Regions from separate parts of the Danio rerio genome. Here regions 2 and 3 are each linked to region 1. A link is a contact called in public Hi-C and HiCAR-type data. All regions are on one chromosome and are shown on one strand. Each heading gives the region's core, a stretch centred on a gene start, on an enhancer-like site or on the middle of the called end of the contact. The rest is flanking DNA. Distances are from core to core; before and after follow the strand shown.

Region 1 (5,094 bases), core at 835-3,334:
AGGACTGAAATGAGGAAACCCTTAATATGCTTTAAAAAATGTGTTTTATATTATATTACATCATATTACTTTATAATTAACAATTACTTTTTAAATTACCATCAGTATTTCAACTTTTATTTTTAACAAACATGATTTACACTTTTAAATTAAAATCAAACTTTATTATAGTATTTTACTAAAGCAATTTCTATTAATATGCATTACAGTATTGTACGGGTGAACCACACTGGACATTTTTTAGAAACACCAGTCTCACTGTACACAATGCAATAGAAAAAGCCTGAGGGACAGAGAGAAAGAAAATACAAGAAAGTCAAGAAGGAAGGCAGGTTCAGACACATATATAAAATAAATTCTATAATTTATATAAAAAAAAAATATATATATATATATAATTTTCCATCCAAAATACAAGTGGGGATAAAAACTCAATCTAACAATCTAACTACAGTTGTTCAAACGAATCAAAAAGCACCTATGAACTGACAGCTCCTCTCCGCTGTGTTATGGAGAAGAGTGTTTGCTGTTGTTCTGTTCTGGGACATCACATGAAGAAGCAACATTATCCTCAGCTCCTTTGTCAGGCGGTTTGTAATGAGCCTGTAATGAGTTCATGTAAAATGCAGAGGGAGATCATCTATCTCACCCTAAGCAGGGGTCCTCACAGCTCTAAACTGACACAGACGCCCTATTTCGCCCTCTCAATAGGAGGTAGTCAAAGACACAAAAATTATAGAAGTGTTTATGATACAGCTGCTCTTGGATGCGTTTTCAAACAGAATCAAGTTGGTATTAATTATATGGCTAATAAACTGTCTAAAAATTCTCCAACAGAAAATAAATATTTTCCATTAAAAAAAAAAAAGAATTGTCAAAATGAAATAAGCCCTTTTAATAGAAGCTACAAAAGCCTACTTTAGATAGTTTAACATTATTGCCAAATTTTTTCACAAAGAGAGAGATAATGCCTTACTGAAAAAACAAACAAAAATGAGTACGATTTATATATAAAACTAAGAAATGAATGATCAGCCAACCCCTAAATCAATCAATCAATCAATCAATCAACGCTGTTTGTTTAACAGGACCATTCATTAATCAAATTTCATCTTTAATGAAGAACTGCAGTTAAATGTCAGGCCAAGGACATTATCTGTTTTTTTACAATTTTTTTTAAGGGTAAAGTTATTTTAACAATATCATACATTAATTACAAGTATATGTTATAATACCTTTTGAAATGAACCATGATTCAATAATAGCAAATGTGATAGTATGTTTTCACCACATTAATCACTGCACCATTTGTATAACAAATGCTTAAATAGTGGTCAGTGAAGCAAAATCATGAAACATTTGTGGTTTTTCTCATTTTTAGTTTTGTTTGTAGGCAAAAACATGAATGACGTTCGTTGTAAATGGTTTATAAAAAGGTACAAATAGCAAAGTCTAAAATACAACTTTTATATGAGACCAACCACTTATCTACTTACTTACTAATGTTTTCCAAGATCTTTTACAGCTACAAAACACAAGCCAGTACAGAATTCAATCAAGCCGACAACAGTGAACCCTGTCTGGACAACGTATGGGGGAGAAGTCGATACAGTAGATTCCGAAACATCTGACTTCTGCATGTTTCCATTTTCGATAACGGAAAAATAATGTTTTACAGATTACAAAATTAAAAGACCACATACATACAGTACATACAGGATTCGCCACTATTAAACACTCCACATAATGCACAGGATGCTTTGACTGTCTCATCAATAGACTTACCGATAAGTTTACAATAATGTGTTGATCCCCTGCTAACGTTACTTGAACTGATGCCGCAGGTGCAGAGTTTTTGTTGTCAGACGACTGCATATAAATATAACTTTAGGAAAAATGCACAAATAAAAAATGTAAATGTAACTAAATTTAACTAAAACATGTTCTCACGATATGTTAAAATATTAGCAGTCGCTAACTTCAGACATGTTCATGATTTCAAGTGTGTCTAAGCAACGGACGCAGCTGTAATCTCCATAGCTTTTACTTTTTCTCCTGCGTTGTTTTCCAAATATTACGGTAAACTCCAATATCTTCCGGGTTGTTCCTTCAGTCAGGATCGGGATTTGTGTGCGTAGACTAAATGCATGAGTTATAAAAATCCCAAGGAACACCACATATTAAGGTTTTTACGGGGAATGTTTTTGATTATTTTTGTGTAATGCTCCGTTAACCAAATTGCACGTTCACATTTTTTAAATAATTAAAAGTAAACCATTAAATCAGTAACTGCTTTATTACGTTTTTAGTTTTAAGTGCAAATAATGTTTCTAACACAATTTAATTAGAAAGAACAGAATTGCAAACTTAAATCGGAGGTCCCCTTGGACTCATGGTAGAGGCATCTGTTAGTTTGTGATTTACTATACTTGCTTATAGGAACTGTAGTTTTTATCTTAACAACATGAACGCCTGTATGATAACTAAAAACTACATTTCCCAGGAGGCACTTGTAACGCAGGTGCAACGGCAACTTGTTGCCTCGTGAGGAAAATAGGGGTGACCTCCGCAATCAGAGTAGTGGGAGAGCAGCTGTCATTCGTAACCAGCAGAAAATGGTAGGAAAATTTCATATTGCAACTAATGTTTTAAAACAATTTCACGTTTTGTTGTTAATACGTTATCATGCTTATGGAAACTGCGAGGTTAACGTCAAAGCTTTGAGTCGAATAATACCAGGAGCTATTTTCTTTATGTTTGTGCTGTTAAATTACAAAGACTTGTATAATGATCATTTAATCACTTATTATAAGACAATAAGAGTCATGCACTTTTGTATTCATGTGGTATTTTATTAAATCGTTCGTAATTTTAAATTGCATTCACAGTCTATTCAGTGTACAAGTCTTAATTATTAATTCAAAATATGATTAATTTGCAACAGATGAGTGAAAGCAGCGGAGAAAGTGAGTTAATTGAAGAACTGAGTAAATGTCTCTCGGTTTAAAAATATCCCACTCAGCACGTCATTCTGAGGTCTGGCAGAGTTTGCCAGGACTATTTATATGTTCTAACACCATGAGCTTCCTGCTCATCTCTACTGGCTGAATGTTGTCATATATAACTCTTTTCTTTGTTCACATTAGTTGTTCATAATTATTTTCCTTTTTTGTTATAGTCTGAGCCTATTAGAGTCTTGGTGACCGGTGCCGCAGGACAGATCGCATACTCTCTGCTGTACGGCATTGCAAAGGGAGATGTCTTCGGTAAAGATCAGGTAGAAGCAGGATTTGGCTTAGGCAATGGCCCGTCACAACCAATTAAACACTGTTGTGTCATTCAGCATGTGGTTTGACTTATTCCAAGAATAAGCTCCATATATGTCTGACAAACACCTGATGAGATTATTTCATGTGTCATTTATTGTTGCATTTATGCAAGGCACACTCTTATGATCAGTTTCTCTCTCTCTCTCTCTCTTTAGCCTCTCGTTTTGCTTCTGCTGGACATCACTCCCATGTTGCCTGTGCTGGAGGGTGTTGTTATGGAGCTGCAGGACTGCGCCCTTCCACTTCTGAGAGGTACACGCATACAGTAGAATGAGTGTTATGAGGCCCTGTGTTTTCTAAGCTTTGTGCGAGTCTTGCGGTTTTTAAGGCTTGTGTTTTCATTGCACAAATGACAAGAGCACAGAGCAGTCTGATTGGTTAGCCATATGATCCCCAGCTGAAAGGGCTGCTAGACTTATTAACGGTGGTCCCTATTAGAGAATGGAATGGGAAGATTGACAGTAACATTAGAGCCTATGTGGGGGAAGGGGGCTACTCTTTCTATAGTGACAAATGGAAAAAAAAATATATATTAGAGCAATTCAGTGCAAATGTCAACCTTGCCATGAAAAAAAAAAGTTTTCACCAAAAAAACGGAAACAGTTTCAGGGTTTTTTTTGTTGTGTGTGTGAACAAGTATTTACAGTACTTTGGAAATACTCAAAAATGTCCCTGTCAATGTTTTCAAACTATTCTATTTGATTTACCAAAGTCACACAAGTGGTAATTTCACATCTATCACATCCATAACGGAGAGATGTCACATGCGTGACAACACTTTTTCTTCATAAATGTGAAAATATTCAATTAAATAAAACCAAAAATTTTTGTTCTATAGAGAGCCAGCTCATATCCTTTTGATTATTATAGTTTCTTTTGGGTTGTGCAGTTTATTTTGCAGAATTTCTACAAAAAATTTTGTATACTCTAAACCTTTCGTCAAATCCATAACGCATGTTTATTGTCCTAATTTAAAGTACAAAACATGTCTACAGATTAATATTTTTCTGATACCTTAACTCTTTGGTTAATTGTTCTGCAAAACATAAACAGATGTTTCAATATAATGTTAAAATATACTTTCTATGCGAATTTATTTTTTTAGTTTTTACTGCAATTGTCACATCCATAACGCTGGAATTGCTCATAAGTATTCAACTCAAAGCACCTTTAGTTAGAGCATAGGACTGAGACTCGATTTGTGCATGGCTGCACAGTTCCAACACTAATCAAACACACCTGATTCAACTAATCAAGGTGTTCAAAACTACTAGAGACTATTAAGCAGGTGTGAGTTGGTGCTTGGAGCTAAATTATGCAGAGCTGCGGCCCTTGAGGAACTGAGTTTAAGACCATTGAGTTGGAGCATCTTTGGCAATTGGTACAGAATCAAGTATTTTAGGGTACAATGTGGGTGTAAAGCTTTTCAGGTTTTTTGCCATTCTTCTCTGTAGATAGTCTCAAGGCCGATCTGCTGTGTGATGGATAAGGTCTGTCAGTAAATGGACATTTTAGGTTTGATGTTAGATTGCGTTCAAGTCCAACTCTGGCTGGGCCACTCAAAAATGGTAATAACCAAAGCTCGGTGGGTCCTGGAGGAACTCTAGTAAGAATCTTGGTTTTTCCAAACTTCTTCCATTTGATGGAGGTCACTTGCTCCTGTGAACCTTAAATGCTACAGAATTGTTTTGTAGTCTTCTCCAGATCTTGTTTAAACGCAGTCCTGTTTCTCAGCTCTGTGGATTCTTACTAGATTGGATTTGCT
Region 2 (5,094 bases), core at 776-3,275, 390 kb before region 1:
CACTGTGGTCCAAATGCTAAATTTCAGAATTACTAAACAATAATTACATTATTGTTTACTATGTCTTAGATGTGACATGCCTCATATAGGATTAAAATATGAAGGAATTTATATATCATCAGTAACCATTAAGTTTGTGATCATTCACTTAAAAATGAAACTTTTTTTATCTTATTAATTTGGTTCAAAAATCAACACTGAATCCACCCCTTTGATGGGATTTTTTTTTTTTATCAAATAGTTCCCAATCTGAGTTTTAATAACCCAAAGCGCAGGTCTGATCCAAATCAAATGTAAGATTGGATTATGGTCTGATCGTAATTCAAAATCCCTTTGTTACTTTTGAAAAACTGGGTCCAGGGATGTCAAAACTCAGTCCTGGAGGGCCATTGTCCTACTGAGTTTAGCTCCATCTTGCTTCAAAACACCTACCAGGACGTTTCTATTATATCTAGTAAAATCTTGATTAACTGGTTCATGTGTTTTTGATTAGGGTTGGAGCTAAACTCTCCGGGACACCGGCCCTCCAGGATTGAGTTTGGACACCACTGGTAAACTAATAAATTGGTTGTTTTTACAAACTTAACATCTGGATAAAATTTTTAAATGATTTCAAATTAAATCAGAAAATTGACATCCGAGGTTGTTTTTGTCCATATTTGACCCATATAAAGTTGTAAGAACCCACTATTATAGCATTTTAATGCCAAAAATGTTAGCAAATCTGACCTTAATTTAAATAAATCTTAATTTAAAGTCAGTAGACCTGACTCTAGTTTAAATAGTAAATTAGAATGTTTAATTCATTCATTCATTTTCCTTGAGCTTAGTCCCCTTATTCATTAGGAGTCGCCAAAGCGGAATGAACCGCAACCTTATCCAGCATATGTTTCAAATAGCAGATGCCTTTCTAGCAGCCACCCAGTACCCTCTACAAACTCATTCCCACATTTACATACACTACAGCCATTTAGTTTATTCAATTCACCTATACCATATATCTTTGGACTGTAGGGGAAACCGGAGCACCTGGAGCGAACACAGGGAGAACATGCAAACTCCACACAGAAATGCCAACTGACGCAGCTGGGACTCAAACTAGTGACCTTCTTGCTGTGAGGCGACAGTGCTAACCACTGAGTCATCATGTCACCCAATTTGAATTTTAAAAAAGCTGAAATGTTACATTACACTAATGGTACAGTAGTTGACCCATTATTGTTGGTTTGTTCCAACAGCTTAGGTTTGAGTAAATCTCTGACTTTGTAGACTAAAGAGCTAAAAAAGATTTTTAGTTTTGAACCTCCAGTGTCTGTTATGTTACTGTATCCCATTTCAGTAGTGGTAGTACTAGTGGTTCTACACCTTGTGTCCTCAATCTTTCTCAATGTCCATTTTCAGTGATATTTTGTCCCTTGACACCATGTGACTAAAATATGACAAACTCAGTTTCATGTTTTCTAATTACAGTAGCATATCCTCATTCTTTTCTAAACCAGTCACACATCCTTTAGCCTTGTTTCTGGATCATCTTGCTTTTACAAATAGACGACAGTCCAGAATATTCGATTCTGAACTTATCTTACAATATCTTCATCTGCAGTTTATGTCATTTAAAAGTACTGTTTTCATACTGTACAATTTCACATTCATATTTTACATTGTATAAGTCTAAAGATGCAAGATGCATACCTCTGTGTGGTGAACAATATCATTCAGGGAGCATGAATAATCCTTCTCTTCTCCGAACAGAGCCTGAAGTTCACTGGGCTGCAGTCTCTCTGTACGCAGTATCGCTTTCATTGTCCAGATCTGAAGTACAGCACTGCTTTTCTCCTTCCTTTCTCCTTTCGACTCGCTTTGCTCCTCTCACAGGTATGGCACTGCCACACTAGGTTAGGATGCTTTCTCACACCCAGATGTGCCAATCTCAGTTTATCCCTGTGGATAAACCCTAAAAGGTCACGATTTAGAGCCTGGTGCTTGCTGACCATATGTCCTATATCTTCTTTAAACCCCGATTTACACCTTCAGATGTGATTCAAAGTGAACCATCCCAAATAAGATTTAGAGATTAACAGCACTCTTAATTACAGAGGGAATCCAGCATGTGAAGAGGGTTCAGCTGAAGATGCTCTCGCAGTAAACATGCAGTATTTAAAGTGTCAAAAATGAAACATCTGCTATCATATATTCACCTTTCACTTGTTCAAAATCTATTTGAGTTCCTTTCTTCTGTTGAACACGAAAGAAGATATTTTGAAGAATGCTTGTCGCTCGGACTAATTGACTTCCATGGTAAATATTTTGCCTATGGAAGTCAATGCAGCACCAGCATTCTTCAGAGTATCCTCTTGTGTGTTCAACAGAAGAAAAAACTCATAAAGGTTTAAAATCACATGAGATAAATGATAAACTCATTTTTGGGTGAATTATCCCTTTAAAACATACCAAAATACAGTCCCTGAATTGAGATTGTACACAAACCATTATCAAAGAATGTGCTTCTGCAAAGTGAAGCTGCGATGTCATGTGGAAGTCACACGGTGTTATTAATGTGCTAAAGGTAAATGTTAGGTGAAAGGTGGTGTGTGGTTTAGTGGTGGCTGAAGTGTGCTGGCAATGAAAAACATTGATAGTGTCTTGTCATAAAAAATTGTTGACTTCTAAAGGCAGGTGTAGATGATTCATTCATTAGTTTTCTTTTCGCCTTAGTCCCTTTATTAATCAGTAGTCACCACAGCAAAATGAACCTCCAACTTATCCAGCATATGTTTTTCGCAGCGGATGCTCTTCCAGCTGCAACCCAGTACTGGGAAACACCCATACACTCTTGCATTCACTCTATGGCCAATTTAGTTAATTCAATTTACCTATAGTAAAGGAGTGGCCAACCCTGTTCCTGGAGAGCCACCTTCCTGCAGATTTCAGTTGCAGCCCATATCAAACACACCTGCCTGTAATTATCACGTGTTGTTCAGGTCCTAACTAATTGGTTCAGGTGTGTTTGATATGGGTAGCAACTGAAATCTGCAGGAAGGTGGCTCTCCAGGAACAGGGTTGGCCACCCCTGCTATAGTACATGTCTTTGGACTGTGGGGTAAATCTGAGCACCCAGAAGAAACCCACGCAAGAACGGAGAGAACATGCAAACTCCACACACAAATGCCAACTGACCCAGCCGGGGCTTAATCCAGGGACTTTCTTGCTGTAAGGCGATTGTGCTACCCACTGTGCCGCTCCGGTGTAGATGATAAAATATTAAAAGTAATGTTTTTCTTTGCATTTTCTGAGAAATGATTGAAATAAAAGTCATTGACTTCCATAGTATTTTTTTGTTCTAACTATGGGTGGCTATCAATGGCTGCTTTTTAAACATTCTTCAGAATATCTTCTTTTGTGTTCAACAGAGGACAGAAAATGAACAAAATTTTAGAACCACTTGAGTTTATATTTTGCCATGAGTTAGAATATTTTGCCATGAACTATACCTTTAACATTAAAGAAATTATACAAGATTCAGCACCTCAGTACAATTTTTTTGTTCAATTAAAAGTAAAATGAAAATGAACATATCTTTTACACAGATATTTTAAAAATTAATGGATGTAAATAAATTATGTTGATAAATAATATTTAGATGAATATGTACAGTACATTTCTGCTGCAAGCTTTCCATGACAAAATTTCCCTCGAGTTTCTCTCAATAGTAAAACACACAACAAAATGACAGCAGTGAGAAAACAGCAGTGTAGAAAGCATTTGATCACAGCCATATAGCCATGTTTACATAAGCTCTGCAATTTACCAACATCCGTTGATAATATTTTGTAATTATTTTAATTTAGTAAAAACCGAGTAACTTTAATTTTAAAAATAAGTAAATATTTGCCTTAAAAAAAGCAACAAGTTGACTCTTCTTAATAAAAGGCAATTTTATTTTATGCACATGCACTATCGGTCAAATATTTTGGTCAGTAGGATATTTAAATGTTTTAAAATAAGCTTATCCTGCAAACCAAGGATGCATTTATTTCAATTGATTAAAATATTGAGATGTTATTGCACTATAAGATAACTGTTCAAAAGTAGTTTATCATTTATTTTAATCATTTATTCCAATGATTTTAACGAGGAATTTTCAGCTTTATTACTCTAGTCTTTGGAGTTACATTATCCTTATTATTTTTATTATTATTTTTATTATTATATTATAATTTTATTAATAATGTAATAGTAATAAAAGCAGTAATGACTGGAGTAATAATTTAATTTAAAAATACATACGATAAGAAAGCAGTTATTTAAAATTTTTATAAATATTTAACAGTTTTTTTTTTTACATTTAATAAATGTCGCCTTGATGAACAGAACAATTTTCTTAAAATAAATAAATAAATAAATGACCCCAAACTTTTGACGGGTAGTGTAGTTCATTTAGTTAATCAGGTTAACTCACATTTTCTAATAAAGTCAACTAATAATTTGTTCCAGTGTAGGTTCTTGACATTTAAAACCTAAGAAGTTGGTGGAAGTCAAGTGTTTTAATTTAGTCACAAGCTGTTCACACCTTGGCTATAAAAGGTGACTATTACGAAACTATTCTCATATATACTGTGACTCTGTTAAGACTGGGTTCTGGTTGAGATTCTCATGGTAAAGATTTAATCTCACTTGAATCTTTATTTCTCACAGTTGCAACATTTAGTAAGACTGCAAGTTCACTTCTCCTCATTTTGGCTTGAGCCTTTTCAAATTGACTTTCCCAAAATTGCATTATTTCTTGTAAATCAACTTCTTCTTTCTTTGTGTTTCACAATTGCAGCATACATTGACTTTAAATCTGCTTTTCTTTCATTTTGTTTCACAATTTCGCAACTATATCATAATGGTGGCTTTTTATCTTACAACATGACCTGATTTTTCTTAACTCTAAACTCTCAGTTACTGGTATAACCCTGTGGCGCCCATATGAAACTCTGCCTATAGCGCTTGTATGTGTTTGTTGGTGCTGGTCAAATCTGTGGTTAATCAGTTTAATGCAGGAACCAGTGTTCACACTCCTACAGCTAAAAGACACTGACAGGCTGACAC
Region 3 (5,094 bases), core at 818-3,317, 260 kb before region 1:
GTTGAGAGCCTGTTCTATGAGTCGGGTTTCATGATGAATCAAGACAAAGTCAAAGTACTGAAAGAATCGTTAATTGAATAGAAGAGAGAACGATTTGTTCTGTTTGTTTTGTCTAGTATCACACTTTAATAACTGCTTATTTGAGTCTGATTTCACAATGAATCCATTAAATAGTTGAAGTACTAAAGTAATCATTAATTGAATTGACATGTTTGATTAGCATCCAATTTTGAGAGCTGAATCTACAAGCCTTTTTTGAATCGGTCCAAAAAATCTAAGTACTAAAAGAACCATTAATTGAATTGACATGAGAATGATTTGTTCCATTAAATTGACCCAGCACTGTTTGAGAACTGCTTATTTGACTCATTAGGCCTATTAGGCCTAATTAAACTGAAATTAAAAGAATCTGTTCCAATAATTTTACCTAGCATTACCAAGCTTTGACATTTTGTTCTATGAGTCGGGTTTCATACGAGTCAATCAAAAGATTGGAGAACTAAAAGAATCATTAATTGAATTTACATATTTAATTAACAATTTTGAGAACTGGTTCTATGAGCCAGTTTTGAATCAGTCCGAATGTCAAAGTACTAAGAGAATCATTAATCGAATATAAAACAGAAGGGTTTGTTTGCTTTGTTTTATCTAGCATCACACTTTGAAAACTGCTTATTTGACTCTGATTTTATAATGAATCAGTCAAAAATTTGAAGTACTAAAAGAAATATTTGGCCTAATTGAACTGAAAAGAAAAGCACTTGTTGCATTTATTTTATCTAGCATCTAACATTGAGATCTGGGTTTATGAGTCGAGTTTCATAACGATTCAGTCAAAAGGATGGAGTACTAAAAGAATCATTCATTGAGTTGACATGTTTAATTAGCATCCAATTTTAAGAACTGATTCTAGGAGTCGGTTTTGAATCAAAGTACTAAAAGACTTTTTTTTTTTTTTACCTAGAAAAAAACTTTTTTTAAGGAATTGTTAATTGTATTGTAGTTAGCAAGATTTTATGTTATTTATTTTTGTTTAACATAATAGCACTCTTTTTAGCCTCCAGTATGCTTTTGCCTGATGGCAAACAAAATGTGGTGTAATTTAGAATGAAATCTGATCATAGTTAGTTCTAAAGTGAACTTTCTGAAAAAAAATGATCTGGTAAACACCTTTGCACTACCACTTGCTTGGATGATAATGTAAAAAAGTAGGTATGGCTCTGGGGCTCCGCCTTCATAAATTGGAAATCTCCTCTCATTCATTAATCTCTCTGATTCAGTTTGATGAGCTCTGACCTTCATGAGATAAAACATAAACAATGAAAATCTGTTTCATAGCAGAAAGTCAAGTTGTAAATCTAACTGATTGCAACACTGGCACTGTTTTCCATATTTAATGCTGTAAATGTGTTTACCCAATATTTACCCAAAATTAAAAGAAATTCAATTTGTTTTTCCTGCTGAACACAAAGAAAGATATTTTGAAGTGTGTTGGAAACTAGTATTCATTCACTTTCAAAGATTATTTTTCTACTTCGGATTTCATGGACTACTGGATTCTAATAATCTTTAAAATATCTTCCTTAGTATTAAAAAAAATAATTCTTAATGATTTGGAACAACTTGAGAGCAAGTGAATACTTGCCAGACTTTTTGGGTCAACTACATCTTTAAAGAAGTCTACTGTATAAATGCCTTTACTTGACAGCATTGGCAAGTTGCAGATCTCATGCTACAGTAGCTTCCACATTGTTATTATCAGCTGCAATTTTAAACTGCTTGTTCTCTTCTCTGCAATCCTGTTGTATGTTTATTTCGGTATTAAGAAAACATGCAACGCACATTTAAATTTTCATCTCAATGGCACTGTTAGCACATTTAGCAGTATTGGAATATTGGCTGACAGTTTCCCACAGCTCAGGTGTTTCAAAACCACTTTTTAGCCCTAAATGAAGAATAAAAACCTCACTTTACTTTGAGTACATCAGGTCCTTTCTTCTCGCTCTCTTCAGCATGTTTGTGTGTGTGTTTAGAAGGAAACCCCACAGTCTTGACCCCCACCCCCCATACTGGCACCAGCTGTGGATCAATACTGGGACAGCTGGGACTGCCACCCGCCTAAACACACACACACATACACTAAAGTGGATGAAGCTCCCGGTCGCACCCCTTTCTTCCTCACGCTTCCTGCAAATGTCAGTCAAAGGAAGTTTGAGGTTCACTTTAGGTGTGATCGCCTGCAGGGGTTTGGTGTGTTCTCCTTTAACTGGGACAAACACACACACAGATGGGAAATACTAAATAGTAATGTTGTTGTCAATTGTGGTATCATGTCTTCCTCAGTCATGCCGTTAGCTTATCATTATGTTAACAAAACAAACATTTCAACTCGGGTCATGTCCATGATACTTTGAAAAACTGTGGACAACCTAAACATGCCAGAGCACTGTAGACGTCATCCAGAGTCATGTTGCTAAATACTTATTACTGCGGATTATCTTGTTTTACAGTTATTGCCGTTGTGTTTTCAGAAAAGGGCAAATGTGTCTGGAGTTGGGCTAAATCCTACAATGTTGTAAAGATTACATGTAATTGCCATCCTATAAAATTCTGTCAACAAGTTCAAAATTGCTCATTATTTCACTATCAAAAATAGAGTACAAACTGTAAAATTGTGAAATATTATTGCACTATAAAATAACTGTTCAAAAGTAGTTCAGTCATTTAATTAAATCATTGATTTTTAAAGATGAATTTTCAGCTTCATACTCCAGTCTTCAGAGTCGCATGATCCTTCAGAAATCACTCTAATATTAATATAAATTATTATTATTATTATTATTATTATTATTATTATTATTAGTAGTAGTAGTAGTAGTAGTAGTAGTACTAGTTGTAGTAGTATTATTAGTATTATTATTAATGGTAATAATAATAGTAATAATTACTGGATTAATAATTTCTTTTGAAACTACATACAATAAGAAATCAGTTATTTAAAATAAAAATAAAAGTTTAACAATTAAATTTTTCTTTGCATTTAATAAATGAACAGAATAATTTTCTTTAAAAAACAAATAACAAACAAAAAAATGAACAAAAAAAAGAAAACTTTTAGAAAACTTTTTTTTTTACCAGTAGTGTGCATATCAGAAATACCTGGCAACATACTGAAACTTTTAAGTCACTTTTTTGCAGTGTTTAATTTGACTTTTTCTTTCGTTTTTCTTTTCATATTAGGTGTTATAGTGATGCCTATTTAGAATTAATTATTATTTTGAATTAAGATTTATTTTTATATTAGTTTTCATTATCAAATTTTTATTCTATTTCATCTAATGTTTTTATTCTTTTACATAATTTCAGTTACAAAAACTATTACTGACTGTTAGTTGAAACAATAGTGGAACACTATTAGGCTTATTTACTGTATGATTTTTGTACAGGTTATTGAATATGAGCACTGTTATTAATTTAATCATCATAATGTTTAGGGATTAAATATTGGCAGTCATCTAAGGATATTATAGAGGATATACACCAAAATGTAATAAAATGTACAAAAAGTTATGAAAGTTATCCCTCTTCTTAACACATTTGAATGGTACATGATCAAAATTATTAACCATATTACTTATCGGTTCATTTTGGATCATTTTATTGAAAATCTTTTTTCATACTTCTTTCAAAATATGTATTGGTACTGAATCACAGATAAAATATTATTAAAATCCCATAACACTAAGCTAAAAGAGTAAAACAAAATAATTATATTTTGTAAATCATTAAAGAATCATTGAAGAGATACAGAGTTCACCCAACACTGTCATCATTTGCTCACCCTTCACTTGTCTCAAACCTGATTGACTTTCTTTCTACACAGAAGAAAACAGAAACCTGCAATCTTTGACTTCCATAATATTTCATTACCAGTTTTCAGCTTTCTTCCAAATATTTTCATTTGTGTTTAACAGAAACTTAAAAGGTTTGAAACTACCTGAGGGTGTGTAAATGGTGTGAACACTTTCAATTTAGGGTGAACTGTCTCTTTAAGTAGAAATGTGAAACACTCGAAACTCATTGATGTATTGAATTTTATACTGATAGTTTTGCATGTCGTGTCATATTATTTACTTCATGTAATGACATTTCATTATGTAAAACTTGAAGTCCTTCCATTTGTTTGTCCTCTTTTCTTGTTTTGAAAATAAATTGTTAACTAATGAATGTGATAATCTCCAAACACAATGTCTGGAAAAGCATACTTGAAAAGTACCTCTCATTGCACAATTTTGAATAGAATTATATAGAACTGATAAAATGATTGTACACCTTCATAAACACACTTATATTTGTAGTTCATGTCATTTTAACAAGATTACTAAAGCAGATAATCTTCTCACATCATGCGCTTTTTGGTTGTCAGAAAAAGATCGCTGACCTTCAAATTGAGCATGAAAGTGACCCTCACACCTCCTCGGACTATTTCTTTGATGCTTTGACCATTTTAAATGCTTTTGTTTATTTAAAGAAACATGTACTAAAAATGGGGCTTTTAAAAACTTGCCTCAGGGCAGCAGTGCTGGGGAATGCGTTTTCGACCATGTTTGGCACACTCTGATCTTTTATCCATCGACTAGACTGTTGACAATCTCAGAATGATCAAATACGATTTTACAAATAGTGTAGAGTCAGATTTCTTAATACATTTAACATGCGCGCCGTTCTTTAATGCATTTTAAAAACCCCAATGTTTCCCCTGTAGCAGGAGAGAGTGTGCGTATTTGTGTGAATGGTGATGCGCCCTGAAGGGATCAGCAGGGGGCAGCAGTCAGCCACTCTGGCACCTCCTCCATCTGCCCTCTCCGCCAGGTATTTAGCAATTCTGCGCGTACAATAGCCGTGTATTGATAGTCATATCCCTGTGATAAATTAAAAGTGTCTTATTGTCTCTTTTCATTTTACACATTGTCATAACCCTGGACGATAATCTGGGTTTCTGATTGACACCGGCAGCCAGGGAAAAGAACACCCTCATTGTTTGCGCCCGTCAAATCTGTTAAACCTAATTCTTCCCCGCATATTTGCATATTC

The links. Hi-C and Micro-C count contacts between places; a contact is called where the count stands out from the background. HiCAR-type assays count read pairs that join an accessible place to other places.
Region 2: a Hi-C map of embryo shows a contact between it and region 1, with 2.0 times the contacts expected there. The contact joins the promoter of LOC141378567 here to the promoter of mdh1ab in region 1. A contact is called at or near these places in 2 of 18 Hi-C or Micro-C datasets (caudal fin and embryo) and 1 of 4 datasets of contacts at active chromatin or transcription factors (embryo).
Region 3: a contact with region 1 is called in a HiCAR-type map of caudal fin, with 7 times the contacts expected there. The contact joins the enhancer-like site here to the promoter of mdh1ab in region 1. A contact is called at or near these places in 7 of 18 Hi-C or Micro-C datasets (caudal fin, embryo, hematopoietic stem cells and 1 more) and 2 of 4 datasets of contacts at active chromatin or transcription factors (caudal fin and embryo).

What each region holds. Positions count from the first base shown.
Region 1 is chr17:25,764,065-25,769,158 of GRCz12tu, forward strand. mdh1ab (malate dehydrogenase 1Ab, NAD (soluble)) reads left to right here and starts at 2,085. Exons shown (of 10, transcript NM_001355553.1): 1 at 2,085-2,130; 2 at 2,504-2,618; 3 at 3,179-3,277; 4 at 3,485-3,581. The coding sequence starts at 2,616. All of the region lies in intron 2 of wdpcp (WD repeat containing planar cell polarity effector), which reads right to left.
Region 2 is chr17:25,375,582-25,380,675 of GRCz12tu, forward strand. LOC141378567 (protein FAM161A-like) reads right to left here and starts at 2,026. Exons shown (of 4, transcript XM_073928525.1): 1 at 1,693-2,026. The coding sequence starts at 1,803.
Region 3 is chr17:25,503,719-25,508,812 of GRCz12tu, forward strand. All of the region lies in intron 5 of ehbp1 (EH domain binding protein 1), which reads left to right. Among named protein-coding and RNA genes, the nearest start is that of ehbp1, 47 kb to the left of the region's middle. Within about 2 kb of position 2,068, at least 5 of the 62 cell types and tissues checked have an H3K27ac peak or open chromatin away from gene starts, as enhancers often do. A contact at or near this core is called in caudal fin, where this site is marked.